Linked DNA regions of Drosophila melanogaster: region 2 is linked to region 1. Evidence: chromatin contacts called from public Hi-C data. All regions are on one chromosome and are shown on one strand. Each heading gives the region's core, a stretch centred on a gene start, on an enhancer-like site or on the middle of the called end of the contact. The rest is flanking DNA. Distances are from core to core; before and after follow the strand shown.

Region 1 (6,782 bases), core at 1,241-3,740:
CCCCCGCCAACCGCCTACACTGTGCAACAAAGAAAAGCGTAGCTTTTCCTTTCTCCCGTTTTTTTATTTTTTTTTTTTTTTTGGTTCTCGCGCAACCCGATCTGCTTTTCTATTTTTCTCTATTTTATTACGTTTTGTGTGTGTAGTTGCAACTTGTCGCGCGTGTTTTTTACACACCATATATAAATATATAAATATTTTATTTTTTAATTATATCATCGATTTATGAATTGTATTATGATTTATGATTTATCTTTCTCTTCGAAAGTCGAAATGTGTGTGCATTTTTTTTTTCATTTTCGTTCTCTGTGCAAAATCTGTGCTTCCCTTCATTTAAGCGTGTTTTAGCATAAATTTTAGTGAAAGATGAGAGAAACTAAAGCTGTATACGCCAATCGGGCCATATACAACGCTATATGTGAAGTTAATTGTATATTTAATGTCAAGCTACATAATGGATAACGAAAAAGAAAACCAGAACATAATAAGAGTAAAACTACGAATGAAATGAAAAAAAAAACTATTTGTTGAAAGAATAAAACTTTTTTTTATTATTATACATACGGGGGGAAAATTGTAAGATGAAGAAAACTAAAACATTCAATAAAGAAAAATCATAAAAAAATGTAAAAAAAAAACAATAAGTAAATCTTCAGCGAACATTTGCATATTTTTCGCGCCCTGCTGGCAGTTAAATGTTAATGTCACATTTATGTTGGTAAGTGTACTATAAAGAGGTTTACTGGTTCAATTTTCGATTTCGGTTAATCTTTGTGCATCTATCGCGGGTTCATATTCGTTTTCGGTTTGACTTGCTTTGATCAATTCGTTAACAAACTATAAGCTTTAGCTTGTAAACGCTTCGATTTCAAGTCTGTTGCATTCACTGAATGCGTAGAAAAGCGTTTACAAGCGAAATTTACAAGGAAAATCAACTTATGAACGAGTACATCAATTGTTTTCAAGCCAGTTTTATAGTGAACAAAAAAAAGTAGCCTTTATGTTAGTACGCTAAGTTATAAACTAGTTGTTGTCAAAACGTCTAGAAATCGAAAGTCAAAAAACTTTACACGGTTTACAACATTCAGACTGGCTGTTTTGTATCTTAAGCAGCTATTACAAAATTACATATCCATTCTACGTTCGTACTCAAATCGATTCGCATGTCTTTCTAATAAATAAGTTGTCACATTTGATCTTAATGCTATGGACCTATGACCTATCGACCATCAGCTACCCCCGCTTTGATGACAAATAAATGAGGCTTATGGCGGGACAGTCTGACAGCCGTAAAGAAACTGCTAGTGTAAGGGAAGTGCTTAAGTCTTGGGCTGAGGCAGATACTCTCTCGTCGTCCGGTGCTGTCGGTGCTAACCTAACTTAACTAGGGCTCTTAGTTAGTTGCTGCTGCTGCTGTAGACGCTGTGCCTGCGAATGTTTGGCTAGTCGCTCGTCTTCAATCGCTTCACGGGTCCATCGCTGCCCTGCGAGTTCGAGTCCTCAGAGAAGGGCATACTCGACACGAAGTCGGCGCCCTGGCTGTCGGACACGACGGAGAAACCTGTGTACAGATAGAGATCGCATGAATAAGACAGAGTAAACATGTGCTTTGGAGTGATAAATTGTGCTGAATAGGAAATACGCTTTGAAGCCAAAAACCAAATGTAAACAATATCGCTAATGCAAAGACAGCAATTTTTATAGCAGCTCCGCAAGCTTATGAGACTAATGGCACCTCGTAAAGGTCCTAAAATCCATATACTGCATCCTGTTTTTTTGTTTTGGCTCCTAACGCAGTGCTTGCAGACATAGAACCCAACTACTTATTTAAAGAGAACCAGCACATAGCCATCCTTACAGGTGTTAGAGTCCTCGGCGGTTAGTCCCTGGTAGCTGGGCGTGATCTGCGGCGGCGTGGGCGTGCCCTTCTGAGAGTTCTCCTTATCGCTCTTGCTGCCGCCGACCGGCGTAACGCCCGAGCCGGGGGGCGGTCTCCGGACAGCAGCCGATCCCGGCGAGGACTCCAGCTTGGCCTTCTTCTCACTGGCGGAGGCGATGGGCACCCATTTGTAGATTTTCATGGTGGTGTCGCTGATGGTCACCCACTTCTTCTCCCAGTGGCGCACCTTGTCCACCGCCTGCATCACCCGCTTGATGTCATCCTTCGCCCGGCTGCGCGTCTCCGCCCGCACGCTGCGCGACATGTCTGTGGGTCGATGGCGCCTGGTCTGGCTCTTCCTGCTTTAATCGCTTTTCCTCCTTAGCCAAAGTCGGCGTCACACGAAAAGCCGCTAAGTGTTTTCGCTACTTCTGGCTGCTTCACAACTGAACTCTCCCCGTCTGGCTTTTAAGTGGGATCGTGTCTCGTGATTTTGGCTGGTCTCGACCAGTTAACCAGTGGATAGTTCAGTTTTTTTGGCAATTCGCAAAAATATTTTTTAATACAACAAAAATAAGTAATCGATAGCAAGCGTGATTTTCAACTGATGTTATCGAATGATTGCCCGTTGTTTTCACGGGCTGCAGTGTGACCATTGGCTAAAGGTCCGTGCTAAAGTGTGATAGCTTATTAATTCGTGTATGATTTGTAACTCAAGTGCTTAATTTTTGAGCTGAGCTAAATTATTAGCCGTTTGTTTTTGAACAGCTACAACCGTTAAATTTTTAAATAATAATTTTGAACTGTTAGTCCAACGGTTTCTATTATCTGGCAACGCCAATGTTGCCAAATGGTATAATCTAGTATATTTTCGTGTACCATCGTGAGAGTGATGGGCGAAATATCGATGCGCGATGAGTATCGATTTGTCGATTCTTTATCATCGACAACATATCGATATCACAATGCTACGATGTCACTTCGATGGCTCGATGGTTTTTCGATGTTTTTCCACCGACCGACGAAATTATGCGTACGCTCCGCTTATTTTTTATTTATTTTTTCGTAATGCGAACCGAACGTTCGCCGCCCATTAGAATGGAATGAAAAGTCGCACAAAGCCGGGAAAAGTGAAGTTATTTACGCGAATTGAAACTCGCAGTGCGTGCGAGCGAGAGCGATAATTAAGATGAAAATGCAGGCGACGCCGAAATAAAAAACAAAAAAAACGTTGCAGCAACAACGTGCGTGTGCGAATGTATGTGTGTGCGTGCGTGAATGTGTGTGTCTGCTGGTATATGTGAAGAGCCAGGCGAACGAGCAAGAGGGTGATAGGAGGACGAGGAAGAGAAGAAGAAGAAGCAGCGGTGGAAAAGAGAACGAAGAAAAGTGGGGAAAGACGAAAAAGGCAAAACGACAAACGCACACGAAATTGAAAATAGTTGTACGAAAATCAGGAGAAAGCCAGCGATCTTATTTTTTTCTTAAATTTTCCCCCTGGATAATTGATATTAGAAATGTGTGCGTAAGCTAACACCGATACTAACACCAATGCAAACGCAAGGCTAGAATCGCTCCTCGCCCGAAAGAGAAAAAGAGAGAGAGAGAGAAACGCAAACAAATTGGAATAAATTATAGAAATTTAAAATAAAGTAAACAACTCAAATGGCAGGAATTTAAACAAAAGTAAACAAGGGGAACGAGCGATATAAATTAGTTCAACATTTCGGAATTTAAGTTAGAGGAATCTATGTTAGTGTGATATTTTATTTCATTCTATGTTGTCATTTGATAAGTTAAACATTTTACTTAAATGTGCAGCAATATGCTAATTAGCACTAAACATTTTATTTTATTCAATCATAAGTATTCATTTTTTTAAGTGAGATTCTTGGGACTCAGCAGTAAATATAATACGAATTGATAGCGAATGTATGAAATGCGAGTGTAATGTGTCATTTGAAATTGTGATTTTTTTTTCAAGTGAAAGTTAAGTGAAATATTTTTCTTGAGTGTACCTAATCAGTTTCATTTATAAATTTATTTCTGCAATTTCCCCAAAACAGCAGCCGCTTCAAAAGCCAGAACTTTGAAAAGTCGAAGCTGAATTTTCCCCGAGTTTTCCCGATTTTCCGTTTCCCGCGAATCTGAAAGCCGCGCTGCCGGCGTCGCTGTCTCTGCCGCCGTCGACGTCGTCGATCCCGTTTCACGCGTCGCCGCTTCGTCTCGCCGTCTCGCTTGTTTCCCGCCCCCTCTCTCTCTGCCCCTCGCCCGACCCCGCCACCCGACCCTCCTACCAAAAGTACCCCCCCCCCCCAACCAAAAAAAAAAATAAAATCATCCTTAAACAAAATATAAAAGATACGAAATAAAACAACAAACACACAGAGAGAGAGAGCGAGTGAGATAGATAGATTGAGAGAAAGCCAAGTCAAGAAACGTCATCAAGCGGCAGCAGCAACAACAACAACAGCAGCAAGCACAACAACTGCAACTGCAACCAAAACGGCAACCTCATCAGCGACAGCAGCAACAAAAACAAAACGCATTTCATTGCCAAGAAGAAAAAAACGGTCAACGACACTGCAACAACATTGGCCAACAGCAACAACAACAAATCAGCAATACTGAGAGACTGCACTAGCAACAACAACAACTGAAACAACAACCAACAAATAGGAAAATAGGAAAATGCCCAAATGCGATGTGAAAACGCGCTACATTCCTGCGACTTTCGCCTGGATTGTGCTGCTTCTGACCACATTTCTCTTCTTCTTCTATCCGTAAGTAGCCATTTTAATGATAAAATAATTATAAGTTAATATAACATTCAACAGTTTAGTTCAGAAACCTTAAAAAAATGACCAAATACCTTTGAGTTTCTTTCGACTGAATTTCATTTCCATTGTCACAAAAGTAGTGCAATCTGCGAGTGGGTGCTATATATCACTAAATATATATGGTTAGTTTGCGGTGGCTTCGCGAGAAGTTCATGAATATTGAATGTGCCTTAGGCGGTATTCACTGTTGCCACACACGCGTACTTTCCTCTCTCTAGACCCCCCCCCCCCCCCCCACCCTCGTGGAGCGGCGTAATCAAAGACGACCCTTCGGCCTTCGTCTGCCAGCCAAAACCATAGAAAACCAGCCCAGCCACCCACTCAGCTTTCCACCCACCACCCACCATTGGCCCCACCCACATTATTTTCTTAGTAGCTTGCAGTTTTGTTGCTGGCACTTTATTTATTTTGCTCGCATTTTCGTGGATTATAACGACGAGCCGTAATGCATTATTATATGTGGGACAGCAGCTTTGTTGTTATCCAGTCTGGCCCCATTTACCACACCGCCCCCCCCCCCCCTAATTTTCCTTGTCTTAGTCATCTCTCAGTGGCCATTTTACTGCCCCACCGCCGGCATCTCCACCTCACACCGCCCCCGCCCCCCCACACTTGGCACTCAATTTGCAGTTTGCTCTGTGCGGTTTTTTCGCTCCTTTTTGCATTTTGCTGGTTTTTTTTTTTGCGCAAATTGTTTTCGTGTATTTTGGTCGTAAAAAGAATTTCAGTTTTCAAAATGCCGGGGGAAAAATGGATGAAAAAAAAATATGATGATGATGCACGTGGCTCGAGGGTCTGGCAGATTTTCCGTCTATGCCAGGAATACATATGTCACGGTAATTAGATGAAAAACTAGCATATGTTCAATATTTCATATTTCAAAAATATATTTCATGGAGCTAATGCAGCTTTTCCAAAAAACAAAAAAAACATGATAAGATTTGCTGTTTTCGTAATTAATTTGCGGTTTTATCTGAGCACATTATATTACTGCATTATTTATATAATAACATTATTATTAAAATCGTGAAACCTCCGCATGGTATAAACATTTTTTGCTTGTTTTTTTTTTTTTTTTTTTTTGAGACAACTAGAAGGCCAAGGGAGCAACAAATTTGCATAGCATGTGCACAATTAGCACATGAAACGAAACCAAAATAGCAATTAAGCAGTCTGTTTGAGACCCCCGAATGCCTCCCCACTGTCCGCAGACAGTTTTTCCCCATTTAAGCACACAGTTTTCCATAGGTTTTCCCTAGTTTGCCCGCTTCAAGCTTTTCCTAATGACGAGTTCTTGTGGTCAATTGCAGTTGCAATTGCAGCGCTTGGCATTTTCCCCGTTTTTCATCAAATTGCAAACCGTTTTTCCAACATCACCTGAGGACAATTTTGTTCTACTTTATCGTCACCTGGCTTCTATATGGGTCCCTTCCTTTTTCCAAGTACACAGTGAGAAATTTAAACCCTTTCTCTATTAATTATAACGAAATATCTATGCTTTCGAAGGTCAGGTTGATGACATTCCTGTTTCAATCAGGCATTTAATATTAATAATTTATTATTGAAATTGCTTAGATGGTATAATTTTCTCTCTGTGCACATTTCCGCCACCTTTGTGCTCGTTGTTGCCTTTTTCGGCTTTCCTTTGTTACAGTTATCTATGCTGCTGCTGCTGACTGGCTCTTTGTTTTAGCCAGCTGAGTGATTCGCAGTCACAGGAGAGCTGCCACGCCCCTTTACGCCCGCCCCTCTCCACGAAGCCCGCACTTTTCCATTTTCACATTTTCACTTGACTCTTGCGGCAACACTTGAGTTCTGCACTTTGTTTGCCACCCCTCTCCACCCCTCTACTTCCCAGCCCTTGTAACTGGTTGCCTGGTTTGGGAATTTGTTTATTTAATTATGCCTTGCCTTTGTGCTTTGTTGTTATCTGGAGTTTTGGGCACGCGGCTGGCGTATTAAATATCGCCTAGGCTCAAAAACCAGCTTAGACCAGCTTCAGTACACTGAGAGAAATGCACTGCAAGTCGATAAAGTATTCGGGACTATAATTGGTATATTTC
Region 2 (6,782 bases), core at 1,992-4,491, 140 kb before region 1:
AAAGAGTTTTAAATATTAAATATACTTAATGAAATATATACAGATATACCTATATATTGCAGATTATATTCTATACATATAATTTGTAGGTGAAGCTGAGATGAAAATGAATAAAAAATACTAGTCGTACTCGTAGTTCGCCATTATGTTTGCCAAAAATCGGAGATAAATGTAAGAAAAGTTGTGTCAGCCATTGCAGAAATTCGAGGGAAATTATTGTATTTAGCAAAAGGTTTTCCAGAATCTCATAAAACTCCATTTGTAAATCTATTGTACCCGCCAAATAAATAATCGTGAACCACAATCCTTATATTCAAAATAAGCAAACCACAAAAGAAGAAATTTTGGAAAGGCACGGTTTGAAAAAAAAAACCGGGCTGGCACTCTTTCTAATTTTTTTTTTGTTAGCATTTATTTCAAAATCGTTATTTCTTGTGTCTTAGCAATAATAATATAATTAAAATGTGTGTGTCGCTCTGTAACTGTCTCTATTGTGTTTGAGATTACTCGTATCTTATAATGAATATTATTACTAAACTAAAGCAAAAGTAACAAAAAAAAAGAAAAGAAAAGTAAGAAAGCAAAAACGCAGGAGACGCGGAATGGAATCCACAACAGAAATTAAAATTACTAATTAAAACGATTACTTACAGTAGACTTAAGAATACAATGATTAAATAAAGAAAACGATTTCCTTACATTAACATTGGTGTAACATTTTTCGGAAAAGCTCTTTTGGCTTAACAGAAGTTGTTGAAGGAAATAGAAAAGCTTTTAACGGTCACTTTCCCAAGTCACAGTAACACTGCTTTCTGCAAAAGCTTAAAGCTTAAAAGTGTTAGCTTTTTGAAGCTGTTAAAAGTCGATATTATAGGTTTATTTTGGCTTAAACCAATAAACCAGAGTGAAATGCTGGCTAAAAGCTGTGGTCGTTTAAGCTTTATTTTTAAACGGATTTCCGTTTTTTTTGCTAAGCAAAGGTTATTTTTCCCCTGGGTTACGTGGAAAATAGCTTGTTGAAAAAATATAACATCAGTTAACCAACTTGTGTCGTGTTAACGTGTCAAACTTTTCCAATTACTCACATGCACTTGGGCTCACCCAAATAATTTACCTTATATCATATCCGTTGCATCCAGTTACATATCCGGAACAATAGTTAAACCAATTTCGAGATTAACAACACGATTAGTACGTATAGTTAATATCTACGTGGTTTCTGATTATTCAATAAATAACTTAGGAAATGTTATGGTTGGTGGGGAATTTCTTGAAATAAAAACTTTATTATTTTTGATATAATATTTAAACATATTTTGATGTATTGGCTTAAGTTAATAAGTTCGCATATAATTTGTGTAAGCCAGTCATTTATTTGAATTGCGATCAAGTGTGCAACCTTGGCGCACTGCCCCCCACTCGAGAACATGCTCTACGGCTGTTTAAACTTTGGAGATGGTTAATAAATTTATTTTGTTTATTTTCGGCCGGGTCACGCTTTCCCCAAATGACCCTCGTCATAAAACGCGCGAGAATCTCTGGGTAAATATAAATATAAGAATTGCACGCTTTGGTTTTTGTGCATGAAAAGTTTACTTCGCATTTCGGTTTCGGCCAATTGTTTTTCTTGGCCCTATCACCTTTCACTGCGAAATATGTCTAAACGAGAATGTTTTGTGAATCCATTAAGACGCAATAGAGAATTTTCCTATAGCTCGTAGAGCGTTCGGTGATGTCTCCGCAGCACTGGATTGGAAATGTATATATCTTTCTACTTGGCCACCTGATAGGCGAAACAGCTTTTCCCCTTCGAAAATCTCAAATTGTTCAATTCCGCTTCCAAGAATGCGGAACGGCCAGCAGGCGGTCAGGCAAAAGTTTTTAGGAGCCGAAACAGCTGTTCATTTGGCTGGTGACTGACTTGCTCTGCAATTAAAGCGATTTTTTTCGCGGAAGAAGGCCCTATTCGAATAGTTTGGATACACTCGAATTCTTGGGAGTAAATATTGAAGAACTTCTTCAAAATTCTCCTGCTCAGTTCTAAAACCAAAACAATGGGATTTACTTAGGTTCCGTTTCATATGTGTGTGAGTGTAAGCTTGTACTTGAGAACAAGTGCGTTTATTTTTAGCCGAGTATTGAATTAATTTTCGTACGGACTTGTAAAGGAGCTTACATTATTTTCGTAGAGCAACCTGGCAACCTGTTGAAGGGGCTTGCAACTCGAACCGCGTTCGCTGCCAGCATCGAGCACGTTGCACGTGGCAAGCAGCAATTGTGTGTTTACTCAATATTCTCGGCGTGCCGCAGATTGTGCCTTCCAGAAAGCAAAATAAACAAATAAAAGTTCCATGAAAAGGTATCATTTGTCAAGCGACAGCCGACAAATGAATACACATATGCATGTATGTATGTATGTATGTATGTCCTATGTACCCAACGACTTAGCGGCTTAAGTAGCTGCTCTAAATAATAAATTCAATTGTAATCAGAATCGTTTATGTAAATATTCAAATCGTCAATTTACCCGGACAGAGAGTGAGATAGAGAGAGTGTAAGAGTGTGACGTGGGGGGGGGGGGGGGTGGAATTGTCCTCCAATAATCCGCGAGGCAAGCAAAAGTCTGGGAGGGGGGGGGGTGGCAGGTGTAGATAAGCACCCCATTAAGACAACAATAAGCTCAACAAGTTGTTCTGGAAAACTGTCAATTAGAACCACCAACACGCACTGTGGCAGCAACAATTGTTCGAATGAAAACACAACATGCTGCATGTTGCACGCTCGAACATAGCCTTGCCATGGAATCGATGTTGCATCAGAGGTGTAGATGGGGGCTATTAGGAATTGCAGCGTAACTAAATAGTATTAGAACTTAAACGCAGAGCAGAGAACAAAGAAATGTGCACTCCGAAGCTGCGGAGTTCTCAAATAAAATGAAGCTAGCATTTTAGTAGAACTATTACTTGCTATTAAGTATGTACAATAATCTCAATAATAAGAACTAAATAATAATAATGAATTGGTTTGATGATGAAGCAAGCTCCTTGGGCAGTCATGAGCATACCAATGCAATTCTTTCGCTCTCGAAAGCGGCGCCTCTGTTTGAAGTCGCACTGCCTGTGAGTAGCGGCTGCAACGCAACATGTTCGATGGTTCGATGGTTCGAAGGTTCGATGCCTTCGGTTTTGGTTGGGCGGCGAGTGGGCTGCGCTAGCATCCGCTGGTCAGTCGCTCGCGGAGCGTCGTCGTGAACGGTCAGCCAGCGCGGCTAATAAGTAACCAACTGTAGTGACAGTGCGATAGTGACTCTGATCCGAACCCGAATCCCAGGCCCACAACAGATACGTCCAGCGTGTGGGCAGCCAGAACAGAGTGACAAGAATATCGGAGCCGACAACAACAGTAAACTGAAAGATAGAAAGAAAGAAAGAAAGGCCAACCTGCCGATTAAATTCCAATTGAGTGTTACGAGTTTTTTTTTCGAGTGAGTGCGGCGGTAAATATTTCGATCTTCTTCCCTTTTTTTTTTTTTTGCTGTGCCACCAACAGAAACCGAAAAATGCAAAAATTAAAAACCAATCAGTGAAAATCGCCAAAATTGCCAAAATATCAAATAGAAAAATATGGAAAATAGTTGAATCGAAGAAACGCAGACCGCAAAAATTTATAGAAAGAAAACAAACACACAACACACACACAAAGAAAAAACAAAAGGGGCAGACAGAAAGAAAGCGCTTTTATTATTTTATTTAACGATTTTTCTTCTTGCAATTTTTATTTTGCACACTTTGTTGTTGGGTCAGTCAGTTGGCGGCTTTCGCCACTTTACGAGCAACTTCCTTTTTTGGCCGGAGAAAAACCAGTCTGGCCAAGAGACCAAAAGACCCCTGGCCAAAAGACGTCGGTCGGTGGGCACCAAACACTGCGAATGTAAACAAAACAGCAGCAAACCGTATTTGTTTATGACTCGGCTTGGCCAGGATAAAGCCCAGAGACTTTGAGACCAACTAAATCCCACACCCCCAACCGCCAATCCCGCCCTCACCAAAAATATGATTTGCTAGCATTTCCCCCCATTCCCCGGCCGAGATTCTCAAGTGCGAGAGTTGCAAAAAAAAATGTGGTCCCCCCTCCCCCCTTTTATTGCCGCACCGCGTTGAAACGACACCCGGTGAAAGTTTCCCAGTCGCAACTTAGAACTCTCTTCATTTTCGGGTTTCTTTATTTTTTGCTTGATAAATGAGTCGCTGGCATAGCCCCCGGGGCGGTAAATCATCTCTGCTTGTGGCACTGACAATTTCACAAATTTATATATTTGCCACAACAACCGACCGAAACACTCACAGTCGAAAGTTTTCCACTTCGAGTGCAAATTTGACTGGCTTGGAAAAGTCCAGGCGAGCAAATTGGCCAGAGGTGTTGCCAACGAAAAAAAAAAAAAAAAATGAATTGGTAACGAAAACAATTGACGAAATCGGAAGTGACAGCATGATAGTTCAAGTTCAAACACGCATAATAACTTCATTGAAAACTGTAAACTTGAGAGTAAACAATAGTTTTCAAAGATTTCACGAAGTGTCTTCAGTTCAGCATATTAAATATACCCAAATACGGTTTCAAATTGACATAGATTAGTAATTTAACATAGGAACAGTTAAAAAAGTTAACCAGCTGGTGTGATAATATCTATGAAATTGTTGGTTTCTGGAACTTGAGAGATTCGCAAGTTCTAGCAAGCAGCGGTTGTTAATGCATATGAATACGAGACATCGAGCAATTTCGAAGATATTCCACGCCAGTTATCGCCCCCCCCGCCAGTAACTGGAGGCCAGCTCTAGCTCCCATTTTTAACTGGTTACCCCGCTCGAGAATTCACCATGTCGGCTCTCGGTTTTTTCCTTCGCTTTTCGCTTACTCCACACAACACAAATCGAATTGAATGGCAATCTGGAATATGCCAGGCAGATCCAATTGCATGCCACATATGCAGATGTAATGGGAGAGTTGGCCCACTCGCCACCCCCTTGTAAGCCCCCATCGAAACACCAACACACCCCCCCCCCCCCGGCCGCTTACAAAAATTAAGCCCCCTTAGCCGCCCCGCCAACTGTACCGCTGATCTGCTTGCCTCATTGCCGGTTAGAAAGCCAATGGAACGAGTTTCGTTGAGTGTGCAACTAATTTTCTAAATTGTTGTCGCTGCTGATCGTTGAGCGTGGCAAAAAAAAAGTAAATAAATAAAAAATACACACATTATTTATATGGCCAACGTCGCACAAAGAAATTATCTGTCACCAACATTGGTCATCAATTTTGATGGGTTTTCGGCGTCTAGAATAAGCCCTTTTATCACTGACGTTTTAATCAGATCTCTTCTTCAGAAGTATACAAAATCACGGTATGATCTTGCTTGAAGATGATTTCATTTTGCTAAAACGTGTTTTAATTCACTTTTAAATCATGAATCATAAATATAGGTATTTATGTGACTATTTTATATAGGGTAATACGATAATACAGAATCGTATATACGTACGTACTTTTGTAAAATAAAAAAAATTTAAAAACGGAATAATAAAATGTATATTTATGGAAATTTTTGAACGATGGCATATTTAAATAGATAAATAATTATGAGAGTGTGGGTGATAAGGCAAAGATTTTAGATTCAAAACCATCCATTCATCATTGCGAAGATCGAACTGTCATTTTTGCGATTGATTGATTGAATTTTAATAAAAGTCTTTGAAGTCGGACTTATTTATTATTTTTTTTTTTTATTGGGTTTTTCTTCTCTTGCGAGTGCGTCGTCATCATTTAATGGTGAAGATAGAAGAAGAATTATCCGAGCCCATAGAAGGCGAAGAAGAGGAAGAAGACAGGGCTAAAGAGACAGAGCGAGAAAGAGAGTAGGAGAAAGGGAGAGAGGGATAGAGAAATGTTAATGGATTAGGAAGCGAGCTCAAAAGGCAGCGTAGAAGAAGAATCGAATCTCGGCTACTTGCGACATTAGCCCTCTCCCTCCCACTCCCGCCCGATGAAGGCGGGCGCGAAAGAGAGGGGACGAGAGGGAGAGCGAGAGCGGAATTGAATGGCCAAAGGAAAGGTGAAAAGAGGCAACTTGGCTTAGACGATGATGATGACTGTTTCTTCTGTTTGTGTACGTATGTGTGTGTGTGTGTGCGGACAAACAGGTATCACGCACACACCTACAGACACACTCACACCTGTGCGGAATAACTAAGCAGCGACCCGATTTTCAACAGAGAGCCAGTGAGAGAGATAAGAAGAGAAGAAACAGAGCCAAGAATCCGATCCATGCCATGCGCCTAAAACTATTACAAATCTATAACAAATCTACCACGAATCTACAAACCACAAGAGATCTTTTCACAGATCAATTTTATTGGGATTATTCAAAAATTTCCAGTTTCTGTAGTGGGGTGATTAAAGGAACCTGCATATATGTTAAATGTTTCAAGTCATTTCATTTCATTTTTATTTTAATATTTTAAATCACATTTCTTGTGACACGTGTTACTTCAAAGATTATCCATCAATGTAATTTGTTGATAACTTATCTTTTACATTAGACAATAAAATAAATTGCGTTCCATTTAACAATCAAACGATTTGGTAGTAAAAAGGTATGAAACTCCAACGATATTATGACTACGTTTTCGTTTTGAATAGATAAAAGTGCTTCTGTTAGCTTTCTGATTCTTCTAATTAGTTATTTCAATTCCGATTGATGGAGTTATATTCTTAGGCTCTGCCTTGCA

Evidence for each region. A called contact is a pair of places that touch in the nucleus more often than the background predicts.
Region 2: a contact with region 1 is called in a Hi-C map of the Kc167 cell line, with 2.3 times the contacts expected there. The contact joins the promoter of mgl here to the promoter of BCL7-like in region 1. A contact is called at or near these places in 4 of 107 Hi-C or Micro-C datasets (the Kc167 cell line, the OSC cell line and larval central nervous system) and 3 of 6 datasets of contacts at active chromatin or transcription factors (all in the Kc167 cell line).

What each region holds. Positions count from the first base shown.
Region 1 is chrX:9,352,342-9,359,123 of dm6, reverse strand. It overlaps BCL7-like, which reads right to left and starts at 2,490. Exons shown (of 2, transcript NM_132334.4): 1 at 1,859-2,490; 2 at 530-1,561. The coding sequence starts at 2,204. The coding sequence ends at 1,443. Zdhhc8 (Zinc finger DHHC-type containing 8) reads left to right here and starts at 2,897. Exons shown (of 11, transcript NM_167189.6): 1 at 2,897-3,009; 2 at 3,946-4,662. The coding sequence starts at 4,571. It overlaps mgl (Megalin), which reads left to right. Exons shown (of 15, transcript NM_001298124.1): 15 at 1-628.
Region 2 is chrX:9,496,588-9,503,369 of dm6, reverse strand. mgl (Megalin) reads left to right here and starts at 3,241. Exons shown (of 15, transcript NM_001298124.1): 1 at 3,241-3,496. CG32700 reads left to right here. Exons shown (of 4, transcript NM_167192.2): 4 at 1-544.